Regions from separate parts of the Mus musculus genome. Here regions 2, 3, 4 and 5 are each linked to region 1. A link is a contact called in public ChIA-PET, HiChIP or PLAC-seq and promoter capture Hi-C data. All regions are on one chromosome and are shown on one strand. Each heading gives the region's core, a stretch centred on a gene start, on an enhancer-like site or on the middle of the called end of the contact. The rest is flanking DNA. Distances are from core to core; before and after follow the strand shown. Region 1 holds the start of Fos (FBJ osteosarcoma oncogene). Region 2 overlaps Jdp2 (Jun dimerization protein 2). Region 3 holds the start of Zc2hc1c (zinc finger, C2HC-type containing 1C). Region 4 overlaps Batf (basic leucine zipper transcription factor, ATF-like). Region 5 holds the start of Eif2b2 (eukaryotic translation initiation factor 2B, subunit 2 beta).

What was found. ChIA-PET counts read pairs in DNA pulled down with a chosen protein or histone mark. HiChIP or PLAC-seq counts read pairs in DNA pulled down with a chosen protein or histone mark. Capture Hi-C pulls out chosen DNA fragments and counts their contacts.
Region 2: a contact with region 1 is called in an RNA polymerase II ChIA-PET map of effector CD8 T cells, with 17 read pairs. The contact joins the enhancer-like site here to the promoter of Fos in region 1. A contact is called at or near these places in 1 of 15 datasets of contacts at CTCF or cohesin (the NIH/3T3 cell line), 6 of 115 datasets of contacts at active chromatin or transcription factors (CD8 T cells, effector CD8 T cells, embryonic forebrain and 1 more) and 1 of 9 other capture datasets (adipose tissue).
Region 3: a contact with region 1 is called in an H3K27ac HiChIP or PLAC-seq map of trophoblast stem cells, with 16 read pairs. The contact joins the promoter of Zc2hc1c here to the promoter of Fos in region 1. A contact is called at or near these places in 2 of 39 promoter capture datasets (cranial neural crest and embryonic stem cells), 11 of 484 Hi-C or Micro-C datasets (Sertoli cells, differentiating embryonic stem cells, embryonic stem cells and 3 more), 14 of 115 datasets of contacts at active chromatin or transcription factors (the SCID.adh cell line, bone marrow-derived macrophages, effector CD8 T cells and 6 more) and 4 of 9 other capture datasets (adipose tissue, embryonic stem cells, liver and 1 more).
Region 4: an RNA polymerase II ChIA-PET map of effector CD8 T cells shows a contact between it and region 1, with 18 read pairs. The contact joins the enhancer-like site here to the promoter of Fos in region 1. A contact is called at or near these places in 1 of 39 promoter capture datasets (embryonic stem cells), 1 of 484 Hi-C or Micro-C datasets (regulatory T cells), 11 of 115 datasets of contacts at active chromatin or transcription factors (CD8 T cells, the SCID.adh cell line, bone marrow-derived macrophages and 7 more) and 3 of 9 other capture datasets (adipose tissue, liver and pancreatic islet).
Region 5: a contact with region 1 is called in a promoter capture Hi-C map of pancreatic islet. The contact joins the promoter of Eif2b2 here to the promoter of Fos in region 1. A contact is called at or near these places in 1 of 39 promoter capture datasets (cranial neural crest), 5 of 484 Hi-C or Micro-C datasets (B cells, CD4 T cells, embryonic stem cells and 2 more), 8 of 115 datasets of contacts at active chromatin or transcription factors (astrocytes, effector CD8 T cells, embryonic stem cells and 5 more) and 3 of 9 other capture datasets (adipose tissue, liver and pancreatic islet).

The regions. Positions count from the first base shown.
Region 1 is chr12:85,472,454-85,475,153 of GRCm38.p6, reverse strand. Fos (FBJ osteosarcoma oncogene) reads right to left here and starts at 1,264. Exons shown (of 4, transcript NM_010234.3): 1 at 974-1,264; 2 at 1-219. The coding sequence starts at 1,114.
Region 2 is chr12:85,623,432-85,626,131 of GRCm38.p6, reverse strand. The region is part of intron 2 of Jdp2 (Jun dimerization protein 2); the gene reads right to left. Among named protein-coding and RNA genes, the nearest start is that of Jdp2, 25 kb to the right of the region's middle. Within about 2 kb of position 1,256, at least 91 of the 459 cell types and tissues checked have an H3K27ac peak or open chromatin away from gene starts, as enhancers often do. A contact at or near this core is called in CD8 T cells and effector CD8 T cells, where this site is marked.
Region 3 is chr12:85,287,168-85,289,867 of GRCm38.p6, reverse strand. It overlaps Zc2hc1c (zinc finger, C2HC-type containing 1C), which reads right to left and starts at 1,277. Exons shown (of 3, transcript NM_172414.4): 1 at 1,083-1,277; 2 at 1-316. The coding sequence starts at 297. It also overlaps a transcript of Acyp1 not described here.
Region 4 is chr12:85,704,312-85,707,011 of GRCm38.p6, reverse strand. The region is part of intron 2 of Batf (basic leucine zipper transcription factor, ATF-like); the gene reads right to left. Among named protein-coding and RNA genes, the nearest start is that of Batf, 19 kb to the right of the region's middle. Within about 2 kb of position 1,326, at least 326 of the 459 cell types and tissues checked have an H3K27ac peak or open chromatin away from gene starts, as enhancers often do. A contact at or near this core is called in CD8 T cells, the SCID.adh cell line, adipose tissue and 7 more, where this site is marked.
Region 5 is chr12:85,218,175-85,220,874 of GRCm38.p6, reverse strand. Eif2b2 (eukaryotic translation initiation factor 2B, subunit 2 beta) reads right to left here and starts at 1,394. Exons shown (of 8, transcript NM_145445.4): 1 at 1,151-1,394; 2 at 933-1,053; 3 at 630-778. The coding sequence starts at 1,313.

The sequences.
Region 1 (2,700 bases), core at 15-2,514:
CGCTCTGCCTCCTGACACGGTCTTCACCATTCCCGCTCTGGCGTAAGCCCCAGCAGACTGGGTGGGGAGTCCGTAAGGATGGGGCGCTCTGGTCTGCGATGGGGCCACGGAGGAGACCAGAGTGGGCTGCACCAGCCACTGCAGGTCTGGGCTGGTGGAGATGGCTGTCACCGTGGGGATAAAGTTGGCACTAGAGACGGACAGATCTGCGCAAAAGTCCTGAAACAAAACAAAAAGAGGAAAGCGGAGGTGAGCGAGGAGGTTCCAGACACAGGTGGAGCAAGTGGCCCTAGTGTCGCATGAAGCAGGGAGAGAGAAGCATTCCGGTCAGAGACTGCTTATGTCTTCCTGTATGCACCTCATCGGAGATAAAAGCTCTCCCAATATCCTCCCTTGAATTCCGCAGCGCAGCCTTTCTCCTCCATCCTACTGCTGCGTTCCCGTTATCCCTTCGGCATCACTCGCTCGAAAGGGGGTTTGTTATAAATATCCCTGACGTCTGCGCTGACGCAGGCGCTGCTCCGGAGTCTCCAGAATGAACTCGCTTTTTATCAATGAAACTGCCTTACACACCCGCCCGCAGCACCCTCCTCCCTCCTCCCTCCTCCCTGCTCCAGGCTGCCCCGGGAGGGGGGATTGCCGCGGTTTGCCGCCTCCCAAACTCTAGTTAGCGACTCTTTGCTCGAGACTTGTTGGCCCCGGCTGATCTCAGAAACAAGTCGGCCGAGAGAAGAATGCAGGCAGGCCACTCAGAATAAACCTGCCGCGCGGGAAGGGGTCACTAAGTCTTACTATGACAAGTGTGCACGCGCTCAGACAAGTCCTGGGTTCCCAGGCTAAGGCTGCTCTGACCGCGCCAGTCTCCCTCCAGAGCGAAAAAGGAAGACCCCCCCGCCCCTGCGAGTCACACCCCAGTGTCTCCTCCACGGCGACCCTCAGCGCGGACCTGGCGGCTACACAAAGCCAAACTCACCTGTGTGTTGACAGGAGAGCCCATGCTGGAGAAGGAGTCGGCTGGGGAATGGTAGTAGGAAAGGCTGTCCCCGGCCGGGGAGGCGCTACTGCAGCGGGAGGATGACGCCTCGTAGTCGGCGTTGAAACCCGAGAACATCATGGTCGAAGTTTGGGGAAAGCCCGGCAAGGGGTCCAGGGGTAGACACTGGTGGGAGCTGCAGAGCAGAGCTGGGTGGGAGCGCGGTCACTGCTCGTTCGCGGAACCGCCGGCTCTATCCAGTCTTCTCAGTTGCTCGCTGCAGTCGCGGTTGGAGTAGTAGGCGCCTCAGCTGGCGCCTTTATAGAAGCGCTGTGAATGGATGGACTTCCTACGTCACTGGGCGGAACTGGAAGGGGGGGGAAGCGCGCCCCAAGGCCCTCTGCGGGCGCTCTGTCGTCAACTCTACGCCCCAGGCTTTCAACCCCCGTCTTGGCATACATCTTTCACCTATGAGTGTTCACATTTGGGATCTTAGGGGGTCTCCTAGACCTTCCGCGTGTAGGATTTCGGAGATGGTCCCCCCCCCAGAACAACAGGGACCGGCCGTGGAAACCTGCTGACGCAGATGTCCTAATATGGACATCCTGTGTAAAGGAGGGAGGGATTGACGGGAACAGCTCGCCGGCTGCAGCCAACTCTGAGGGTGCAGCGCAGGGGGGGAACCGGGGCCGCGGCCGGGGGAGGGGAGGCGGGAAAGGCAGAGAAGGCGAGCGAACATTCGCACCTGATTCAATGTGGACCCGGTTCCCAGGGTCAAGGGATGAGACCCGGGTCATTGTCCAGCAATCTGGAACTTTTTTTTTTTTTTTGAGTCTCTGGTATTAGGAGAAGCAAGTACGCAGCCTTAAAGGCTCGAAGCCTCTGTTCCTAAAGGAAAGCTTGCCCACATCAGCCCCCCATCCCAAATCAGTGCAGAGAAGAAAAAGGGGGGGTCAGCTTCTCAGCCCCTCTCTCCAGCTCCTTGCCTGGAGAAACTTTAGGACTGAGGTTGGAAGCAGCAAGTGAAGGATTGTAAATAAGTGTACAATAACCTGATTTAACTACAGTACTGGGTTCATTCATAAATTCGTGTTTTAAAGGACGGCAGCACCTACTCCCCGACCCTTAGCCACTTAGAGCTATCAAGGCGACAGTCCCCGTTGACACTGACGGATAAACATTGTGCAAAACCACCCTACAAGTATGCCTGAAGGGGTCGTATGTTTAGTTTTGAGCTGAGACCAGAGGGCGAGTCGGGGCAGGGGGGGAGCTCAGAATTACAAAGTGAGGTGAGCTCGGGGGGGGGGGGGGAGGAGAAAGCAAGTCGGTGCTGGGGAGATGGGGGTCTGAATACGTGCAGCCTGGAAACTGCGCTTACAAGGAACCCGCCTGCAGCGGGTGATTTTCCAGATCGGACTTGGGAAGGGGGGTGGGGGCGCAGAGGGGACGGGAAGAAAGGTTCCCAGCTGTGCCGAGATTTTGGCGTCTGGGACCTGAGAACAGCTTTGAGTCTTGGAAGATGGAACTTTGAAGAGGTCAGGTGCTTCAGTGTAGAACAAACACACCCCTACTTGCCCTCGGCCTCCTGTCCTTCCGCAGAGGACAAGCCGGGTTAGACTGACTGGGCCGGTCACCTCTGGGATAGGAAACCGCAGATCCTCGCAGAACTCATGTGTCCCCCTCGTCTCCATTCTGAGGGTCCCAAGGGTCAAGCCAAACGGTGGGCA
Region 2 (2,700 bases), core at 7-2,506, 150 kb before region 1:
GAAATCACCTTAATCCCACCCCACCCCACCCGGCAGCCCATTTAACAGTCTGCAGGGATCCTGCCTGTAAGCACCAGAGGATCAGATGACCATCACCACAGCCTCTCCCAATCAGACCCTCCCAGCTGAGCCCTTCACCACCGCAAAGGCTCCCGGGAGGCCTCCCCTGGCTAAAATGTCAGTCATCTCTGCTTTCAGCCCTCCACAGCCTCCATTACCTATAGCACAGACCTTTGTCTGTTACAGGGCCCAGTGGGAGAAGGAAACCGTCTCTGACCGGCTCTTCCATAGCCTGTCTTCTTTTGACCTTTGACTTCAGCAACTGGGGCCTCCTGTCTCATCATCAGAGCACAGTGCTCTTCCCTGTCCCCAGGTTCTCCGAGTGCTGTCCCTTCTGCTGGGACTCCTTGCTCTACATTTCACTGCCACCTCAATGGAGAGTGCCTTTCTTCTTATCATCTTCCTGTCTGTTTCCTTCCAGGGGCTTTTGATGACTTGTGCTCACCTCTCTCACGTATGCTTCTGTCTCTGGTCACTTTTCCCTGAGGTTATCAATCTATTGATAGTTACTCTACCTACATAAATATCTTACCCTCTCTCTACTGCCTTCACCCAGATGAACACCCTGTGGAAGGAAAGGGCCTTCAATGTATATTCATGAATTAAATCAAGAATAGTTACTTCTTGCCAGTCGTTGATGGCACACACTTTTAATCCCAACACTCGGGAGGCAGAGGCAGGAGGATCTCTGTGAGTTCAAGGCCAGCCTGGTCTACAGAGTAAGTTCCAGAACAGCCAGGGCTACACAGTGTGATCTTGTCTCAAACAACAAACAAACAAACAAACAATATTTACTTCTCCATCTTTGGGGTTCTCTAGCACAGCTCTCTACCACCTCTCCCTTTATAGACAAAGCTGTTGGTATGATCGGTGACAGTTCAGGGTTCAAATCTAGATCTTTTGCCCCTGGGGCCCAAACATTTATGCTCTATGGAAAGGCTTATGGTCTACATGTGTCACACACACACAGTCTTTTCAGCCATGTCCTCTCACAATGGGAACATGTAGTCACAACCGAAGCTTCTACTTCTGACAGCAATGTTCGTTCTGCTTTCTCCTCTTTGGGTCTTTTTAAATTAAAAAAAAAAAAACCCAAAAACCAAAAAAACCACTGCCCGTACAGTGAAGAGGAAAGGGTAACAGCTGCAGAGCTGCAGAGCTAATGGAAGGGCCCCTCCCGCTCTCTTCAGCTTAGTCTTCACCTTTGATCATGTTCCTCGGGCCACACACTTTGCCTCGGTGGCCACATGAGACTGACGTGTGACATCTGACATTTCCAAAGCAGTTTCAAAATTATGTCTCTTGAAGGCTGGGGCTATGACTCAGTGACAGTGTTTGCCTATGGTGCAGAAGGGCCCCAGCTTCACCCTCAGCACTGCATGAACTGGTCGTGGTGGTGCACACCTGTAAAGTGGAGGCAGGGGGATCAGAAATTCAGTCATCGCTGGCTACAGTATCTAGGCCAAGGTCAGCTTAGGCTACGTGAGACTCTCTCTCTCTCTCTCTCTCTCTTTTTTTTTTTGAGAACAAGAAAGAAAACAGCACGTTTAACCCAAGGTGCAGGAAATACACTGACTCTCTCACAGAAGGTAACATGGATAAAGCAGTAAAGGAACATTAAGAGCAGGCAGGCAGGGGCACAGTGAAAAGCAGAAGCTAACAGTATTGCTAGAATCTGAAGGGTCTTAGGACGGTAGCACACACAGAGAGAGCCAGGCCTGGGCATGTGGGCATGGCACAAGCTGTACCATTCTTCAGGGTCGGAGATCAGATGCTCTGTTAGAAAGGCTGTGGGCTTCTGGGCGAGTCACGTGGCCTCTCTGAATCTTGACTCCTCAGTGCACAGGGATGGCACAGAGTGGGTTTGGAAGGACACAGCTCCATCCAGCCCAGAGCCTGGAGCTTAGGAAAGGCTCTGCAAGCATCTTTTTTTTGCATGTGACAAGGTAACTAAGACACCGTACATGCTCTAGAGGCACATTCAATCTTCCTCCTTGGCATGGAAAAGAGAGAGAGGGGTGCAGTGTTGGGGGAAGAGCCTTGCTGGGCTCTGGGCCTAGAGCCACTAGCCAGGCCCACAAGACTCCCCTCCAACACAGAGAAGCCACATTTCAACACCAGGGACCGTGAGCACCCTGGAAAGTAAACACCCAAATGACAAACATACCAGACATTCCCCACATAAACCGGCTGCACTGAGCCAGGGGTTCCCCTGCTCCCTACCAACAAAGTAGGATAGTCCAGAGGTGAAACTTTGGCCAGCCCAGGCCAGCTAGGCTGGGCCGACCACCTCTCCTGCAGGGATGAGGAAATCCCAGGGTCTCCCTAAAGCCTTCCAGGGCCAAGCCTCTGGCCCTCCAAAGCACTTCCAAAGGTTGAGTACTGAAAACTACCTGCCCTTGGCCACCTTTCTTCCCTAGCCAAGTCCATCTAGTGCAAGTGGCTAAGGGCTGAATCTCTGTTGCTTCTGGGCAGGGCCTCATGAGCAAGTTCACATGAATGGCTGTTGAAGACAGGGGCTGCAAACCGAAGCCACCTTTAAGAGCTAGGCTGGCTAATTAATGGTTAATAAGGGAGAGGGACTGGACAGGGCTGTGTCTGCAGAGGGATGCCCAGATTAGCATCAGCCAAGCAGTTTCA
Region 3 (2,700 bases), core at 28-2,527, 190 kb after region 1:
ATTGTTCCCTGAGCCTTGCTGCCTGATTCCTGCACTGTGGGGACAGGAGTGCCTCCGGGCTTTTGTGCAGACGTTCCTTTTGGGGCGGGTGGAGACCTCGTCCTCCTGCTCCATTTCTGTGTTGCTCCAAAGCTTCGACTGGAAACTATTCCTCAAATGTCCCATCGAGGGCCGCTGGGAAGAGTCACTTTGTTCGTAAGGGTCGTGCTTAGCTGAGTGGAGTCCAGGAGCTTCTGTTTTATTATGTGGGAACATAACGCCCACAGGCAGATGTGGAGCCAACTGGAGACCAGCCATTCAGTGCCTGGACCGAAGCCTAGGGGAGATTTAAAGCAGATACATGTGAAGAATTTGTCTGAGGTTCACTCCCGGCTGCTAGAGTAAACTGTTTGTCCATTTGCCCTACCCACATTCCCTTTAAACGTTTCTCGGGACTGTGGTGTTGGCTCTGCCAGGACATTCTTTCAATAAGCATTTAGGGAGTGATGGTTATGTGCCAGGCCAGACATTGCTAAGCCCCGAGGACCAAAGAATGGACGTGACACAGGTGTTCTGCCACTGACTTTCCTCCAGGCCTGTAGATGACCTGCTCTACACCATTTATGGAATGGGTGGGAAAAGCTTTAGATAGAAGGTCGTCCGTGACACAAAACAGGCAACCTGCTCTTACCAGCCCCGGGTTCTTGTAAATTGCAGAGGCCGCTCTGAGTCCAGTCCCACGGTTTTACGGGGTGAGAACAGTGGCCTGGCGACAGGGCCTGGCCCAAAGCACTCCCTGGACTTTCCCCTTGCTACAAACTACAAAGAGCACGAGCCACCCGGGCCTGAAGCAGGTGCCCGGCTGTCAAGCCCTCATGCAAAGATGCTCTATGGCTCAAACCGCACCAGGCTTGTAAAGAGAGTGTGTTGGGAGAGGGGGTGACAGACACCTGAGCGCCCCAGCCCGCTTTGGATCCGGAACTCCAGAGTCATGTTCTGTCCCAGAGGGTCAAACGGGAGTCCTTACTGGGACCCGGCCTCTAGGGATAAACTCTCACTCTCCAACCCCTCGGGAGGTCTCAGTATCTCCCCTTTCGGCGTACCTGAGGCGCTCGGGGGCCGCTCCAGCTCAGGGAAAATCCCCAAGACCTAGTTTTCCACACCTGACTAAACCCAACCGCCGTCCACGCAGGCGCTCTCTGTCCACCTCTGTTATCCCGTTGCCTGGAGACCAGAGCACCGCCTCTGGTTGAGAACTTTTAGCTCCAGATGTGCGCAGGCGCAGTCCACAAGCAATCCGAAAGCCGCCGGGGCAGATTGGGTTGGAGGGACGGAGGGAGGTGGTGGAGGGAGTGCGGGGAGGTGGGGAGGGAGGTGGGGAGGGAGGTGGGGAGGGGAGGAGGGAAGGGAGGTGGAGTACGGGTGCAGTCGGGTCACTTGTCGAGGTGCAGCCAACTCCGCAGCTCAGATCAGCGTTTCCCTTGGGGAGGGGTTGGAGAGGTTTTTCTGGGGCTACATCAAAGAAGAACTTGGATTTCTCCGAGAATGAAGCTCCCAGACCTTAGGGTGTGCCCTTGTCTGGAGAAGGGTGGAGCCCCTAGATGGGCTGCGGAATCATCCCGCCCCAGGATTCGGGAGTCTGTCCAGCTAGCGGGAGTGGGACTGCTGATCACCCTTCTGAGTGCGCTCGGCTACTGCGCTCAGGCCCCAGGTAGGGCTATGTAAGAGCTCCAGGCTACATGCTCCGGGCTGTCTTCCCTCGCAATGCTTTGGCGCTTGCTATTATATTAGCTTTACTATTATTTCACTACGTGTTATAGTCCCAGGGTAGTTTCTATGGCCAATCTAATCATTTTGCTATTATAACGTTTCACTCTCACGTGACCGTTACTACTTAGGGCCCAGGAATGACTCAGCCAAAAGTAACAATAATAAAGTTAACAACCAGATCAACAGTAATGAACATAACTTGATTTCAACATTAAATGGTCCTCTGTAACTTTTTGACAACAGAAGAGAGTTTATTTGTCTTCTTCGTGCTTCAGTTCATTTGGATAAGCTGTTTTGGAACAGATAGCTCCGTTTTTCTTGTAACTACACAGAAGATTCGAGCACGTGGGAAATAAAGTAGACAGCAGTCTCGTTAATACAACAGATCAGATGTCAGCTTTTATGCGCTACAAAAAAAAATTCCTTGGTGGACTCTCTAGGGCAGATTGTCAGTCATTCTTTTCATTCCCAGTTGGCTCTTCGGCCTTCTCCACATTGCAGAGGTTTCCCACGGACTAGGACCCTGCCTCAGTCAGCTTCTATGGGTTTTCCCATACATCTTTTCTAACTCGTTTCCATACTCTCCCCCTGAATCTCTAGTGTTCAAGTATACATAACTTCCTTGTGCAAGAAAAGTTCCCCTTCCCATCCCTGGGTCTGTCTCTCTCTGTGTTAGGATCCCACTGGAGTCTCTTCTGTTTTGTTTTGTTTGCTGTTTGTTTTGAGACAGGCTCCCTATTTAGTCTATGGTTAGCACTAGTTAGTCCTCCTGCCTACTTAATCCTCTTGTCTCAGATTCTCCCAGGCTGGGTATAGGCATATAGGCCTTTCCTCCCTCCCCCCCCCCCCCGCCCCCACGCACACGCACACAAGAAAGAGAGAGGAAGAGAGAGAGAGAGAGAGAGGAAGAGAGAAACTCCGAGGTCTATGTGAATATATGCCTTGTGTGTG
Region 4 (2,700 bases), core at 77-2,576, 230 kb before region 1:
ATGGGGTTCCCGGACCTGAATAAACAGAACCTTGCCAAGTCCTGGGGGCCTCCCCCAAGTCCCCTGAGAGGCAAAGGAACCTCATTTCAGGCCAGAAGCTTGCAGGCAGCTCTTCTGCAGATCTGGGATTTGGGAAGAAATTTGGACTCTGGAATCTGGGCTTTTCTTTTCCATGTGTGTGCACACATGTATGGGTGCAGGTGCACGCATGTGTGACACGCACATGGAGGTCAGAAGAACTCCCACGGGCACCGTCCACATTTTGTTTGAGAGAGGATGTCTCATTACCTGGAACTGCCAGTGGCCCTCGGGCTTTCAGGGATCTGCCTCCAATCTCGCCATCGCCCACATTCCAGCCACGTGCTCCCCCCGCCCCACTTTTTATATGGGTGCTTGAGAACACAATTCAGGTCCTCCGTTAGCACTTTACCAACGGAGCCAACACCTCAGTTCTGGAAATCTGAGCTTTTAACAGGTGTCTTAGGTCGTTTTAACGCCCGGGCAAGTTTAAAAACCCTATTAAATATGATACAAATAATTAAAGCCTGCTTTAATTATTTAAGCATGTATTAAATGCCCGTTTAAGCTCCAAGTGAACTTAAGTGTTTGTGGACTGACTGGCTGATAACATCAATTGTTGGCATGAGAATGTTGACTCAAAAGTATAGTGGTTAGCAGATGTACGATAACTTGACATTTAAAATTAACCCTAAATGATCCAGCAGGAGTGAGCTGCAGGCTAAGGAGAGATGGGATTTATCAGCTATACTGCCAATCACGGAAACTCAGTACAGTCGGGGTTTCTCTTTTAAGTTGTGGAGGAGCAGAGGACCCTGACATTGCTCATCAAGACAGCTTCCATTTCTTTTGAAGGTCATATGGGAAGGCGCTGAGCCTCAGCGACACTTTGAATGCTCTCTGAGCTAACCAGGGCCCCTAGTCTGGTGCAAAGGAAACCCCCATCTCAAGCGGGCTGAGGGAAGCCGACAACTGGATGCTCAATCCCTGGCTGCTGCTGTTCCTGCAGGCTGAGGCCAGCTGGGCATTTCGCTGGTTTTTGTTTTCTGGCACATCCCAGAGGGAGGTCAGCCTTTTACCAGGAAGGCAGCGCCCCGTTACTGAAAGGTGGGCGAAATGAACCTGGTGGAGCGGTATGCTAAGACGGGAACTGGGGCCCTGAGTCCTGGCCCTTTCCTCGCCCCCTCTGAGAGTTTCCACTGGTTACACCATTTACTGTAAGTTCCGTGCTCCGAAGAGCCTGGGCAAACCCCAAGGCAGCAAGGAGGGACGGACTGGGTGGGCGGGCTCCGATCGTCTCCCCGCCTAGAGGCCGGCCTAGTTTTCGGGAAGTGACTGCAGGGCAAGTCACTAGCAGGCGCTCTGCGGAGCTCCCGCTGGCCTTCTCCTGTCACCTCCTGGGCCTACAGATGCCAAAGCCCACGCTGGGGTAGACCTGACTAACCACTGCCTGCTGCCTCTCACCATGAGGCAAAGTGTGTCTTTACCTCTTAAAGCCAGACGGCTGCTTGCAAGAGGAATGTCTGTAAGCTCGGAGCCTTGCAGACACTGGCCACTCCCTAGAGAAAGAATGACTTGTAGGAGGAAGTGGCTGCTTTGGGCCCCATCCCTCTAAGCTGTAGAGGGCAGCAGGGCCTCTGGAGAGGACTCATCTAGCTAAAGGGACAGTTGGGGTCAGCTGTTTATCCACAAAGACAATGACTATACCCCTACCCAACTTCCGGGTGTGAGAAGGGACGGAACTCAGTGAGGGAGAGGGGTGAGGGTGTGTGTGTGAAGGAAATGTCCTTCTACTAGGCAGTGTGGAGATCAAGCGAGCCTGCCTCCCTCCCTGCTCCACCTTAGCCTGCTCTCTTCACCTTTCAGAATGTGGTTAGGCCCATCAGGGTTCTCACAACGGCTGCTGCAGTCAGTATAGCCATCCTACCAAGGAAACCAATTGAGACCTGGAGCAAAACCATACTGCCTGGGTCCCTAAAAACAGGCTGGTGGCAGCAGTTATGAGAGGTGCTGTGGTCCTCATGTGTGTCTCCTCAGAAGCACAAAAACTTCAAATGCTGGATCCAAAGACCCATAGCCAGGAAGATCTGGGCTCCCACTGGATTCCTCCTTTCTGCCTCTCCTGTATTGAGGGTCTGACTATAGGAGCAACGAGAAGTCCTCAGCCCCCTGTGCCCCCAGTGCCCTCCCAAGGGATAGCAGCACAACATCACATAATACCACGGGCTGAGTTGGCCACGCCCCTGAAGCCACAGAATCGCCCACTTCCATCTGCCACCCTGGAAGAGCACTCCATTGAAGCGTCATCTTTCAACATGAGCCAGCCCTGGCTCCATGACCATGGTGATCATTGGTGGTCTTGGCTGCGTGGCCCCAGGAGGACTCTCTTTTCCTATTGGATGCCAGCTGCTTCGCCTGAAGGCAAGATGACTAGTCCAAAAAGATCCTCAGCTGGAGCCTGCTATTCCTGACATTGGGTCCTCCAGGGAGGACTAGTATTGTTGGTGACAGGTTCTAACTAACTAGATCTGGGTTAACCTTGCCATTTGGTGGTTATAGGCTACACGGGGTGCCCGTTGGGCAGCTAATGTCGACAGCTACAGGAATGGGGGTGTCTCCAGTTTCCCCTTGAATTTTCCAATATTTCAGATTCCAAATTGGCTACCTAGATGTATTAGTAGA
Region 5 (2,700 bases), core at 145-2,644, 250 kb after region 1:
AAGAACAGACTGTAACAAAAATCTGCAAGTGAGGATGGAGGCGGTATGTATATAAATACCTCAAAGGGGTGGGCATGATGGCTTAGTGGGTAAATGTGCTTGATGGGCAAACCTGGAAACCTGCCCTCCATCCCTGGAACCCACATAAAGGGGGATGCGCAAATTCTACAAAGTTGCCCTGTGACCCACACACACACACACACATACACACACCACTAATAGTAAACATTTTTTGAAGTCAAGATGAAGTTTAGTGAAAAAGAAACTTCCAAATGCGGCTTTGGGGAACTCGTTTTCTGTTTTTTGCAGCACTGGGAATGAAACCCAGAGCCTCAAGTAAGGCACTCTTCCACTGAGCTACATCCCCAGCAAGTTCATTTGCTATAAAATAAAATAAAATAAAATAACTTCCCCTAAAAGAAATCTCTCGCTTAATATACTGTTAAAGAGCAGGTCTGTCTTGAAAGATGCAGTTACTATAAGCTTGGTGTTTTCCATCCACTCCTACCAAATGGGTGTTCAAACCAGAAGACTGGTGATCTCGCCTATCCCTGTCAATGCACAATTTCTAGGGGACTGTTTCACTTGCCTGCGACCTAACTTGTCCACTTAGTGATCAGATCTCTTACCCAGTTCCACCAGCAGCTCATTAATCGCCTCAATGATGTTGGCCTTAAGTGGGGCAAAATGGAAGCTGAAATCCTCGCTCAGGCCTCCGGATGTCAAGAGTTTGTGCAGGGACTCCTGCTGATCGCTCTCGTCACTGCGCCCGTGCAGTCTATGGAGGCAACAAGACCCAAAGAGTGATCACTGGGGCAACGGGAGCAGCTCAGCCACAACAGAGGCTTCAAGCTGATAGGTGGCACGGTTTAACAACCAAAAGCCAGCACCCCTTGGTCCCACCAGGAGCCCACCCAAGCTGTGAGTTTGACCTGCCATACTCCTCCCGGATGATCTTGAGGACTCTCCGCACCATATTTCCCACGGTGGTCTCGGAGGGCTGCGCAGCCGTCATCCTCCTGCCCTCTCTGCGGATCAAATCCATAAGGTCCCCTGAAACCCAAGAGAGACCGAGTGAACGGGGCAGGCGCGCGGTGAAAGTGAATATCAGCTTCAGGAATAGAACAAGAACGAGGATGAGTTGCCGCACCCGCGTTGTTCCAGTGGTGGTCCGTGATAAGCCGGCGCAGCAGCCCCAGGGTCTCCCGAGCCATGTCCTCCGAGCTGCGCTGCCCGCCACCTCGCTTCAGAGTCTCCACGAAGCCTTCGATCCTCTCGGACAACTCCGAGCCCTTCGCCGCGGCACCCGGCATTTCCAACACCGTCCCGGGACTCACTTACAGAAGCCTCAATTGCCAAAGCACTGTTTCACTTCCGGGCCGAGAGAGGTCAACTTCCGCTCGGTGAAACATAATTGAGTTCGTGGAGTTGTAAGCCCGCCCCTCCCTCTGCTGAGGCCAATCAGAAACGTGTTAGGGCGGAGCTGGGCGCACCGCCGGGAAGTGACGGCTGGAAGGGTCCCCTTGGGAGTCTGCGCGCCGAGCCGGGAGGCCCGGAGGACGCTGGCCAGTCTGGTTGCTATGGGAACAGCGAGCGGCTCTCCCGCCCTGCGACCAGCAGAAGTGGCTTTCCTCCTTCCTGGCTCCATCGCTGCCTGATGCTTGGCAGACGCCTCCATGAGTGCGAGTCCAGGGCTCGAGACGCCCAGAAAAGTGCTGCTGCAACGCGGGTTGAACATGTTCACCTTTTCCAATGGGTTCCATTCCCCACCGACTTTATCTTTCTTTTCCCCGCTCGGTGCAAGGAATTGAACGTAGGATCTCACAGGTGCTAGGCAAGTGGTACCACCATTCCTATTCCTAGCTCTTACGTTGTTGTTTGCTTTTTTATATCCTCGGCCTCGAAAGCCCTAAGGAATGTCACTAATGAAAGAGATTCAAAGTAGAAGCTAGCCGGGCTGTGGTGGCGCACGCCTTTGATCCCAGCACTTGGGAGGCAGAGGCAGGTGGATTTCTAAGTTTGAGGCCAGACTGGTCTACGAAGTTAGTTCCAGGACAGCCAGGGCTATTCAGAGAAACCCTGTCTCGAAATAACAAACAAACAAAGTAGAAGCTAATAGGACACCAAGAATGCTGTCCTGCAATTTGGAGGCCGGCGAGTACATGCAATGTAATAAGTCCTTCCATTGACCCGACACTTACTAGGTATTGAGTGCTGTAAGTTCTTACTGTCATACAGCTACATGAGGTAGGTTCTCCTCCCCCGGCTTTACAAACTGAGAAAGAGATTCACGGTATTGAAGCAGTTAGGGAGGTAAAAAGGCTGTGCTTATCCTGGGTCCCCTGAACCCAAACGGAATTAGAATCTCTTATTTATTTAAGATAAACGTCTTGGGCTGGCGAGATGGCTCAGCCATTAAAGGCTAGGCTCACAACCAAAAATATAAGATAAATGTCTCAAAAGTGAATCTTCCAGACTTTTAAGACTTTCCTTACAGCTGATAAATTGTCTTCAGAGGGATTAGATCGGTATCAAAATCATATAAAGATAGTACAGGAAAACTGTACCTGTCATTAGCAAAACAAAAAGAAAAACCTAATAAATTACTAGAAAAATAGAATGCAGCAGTACATTAAAAAGTAAATATTTGCAATCTCTAAATAGCATATTGTTTAATTTGCTGGGGTCTGGCTCACCTGT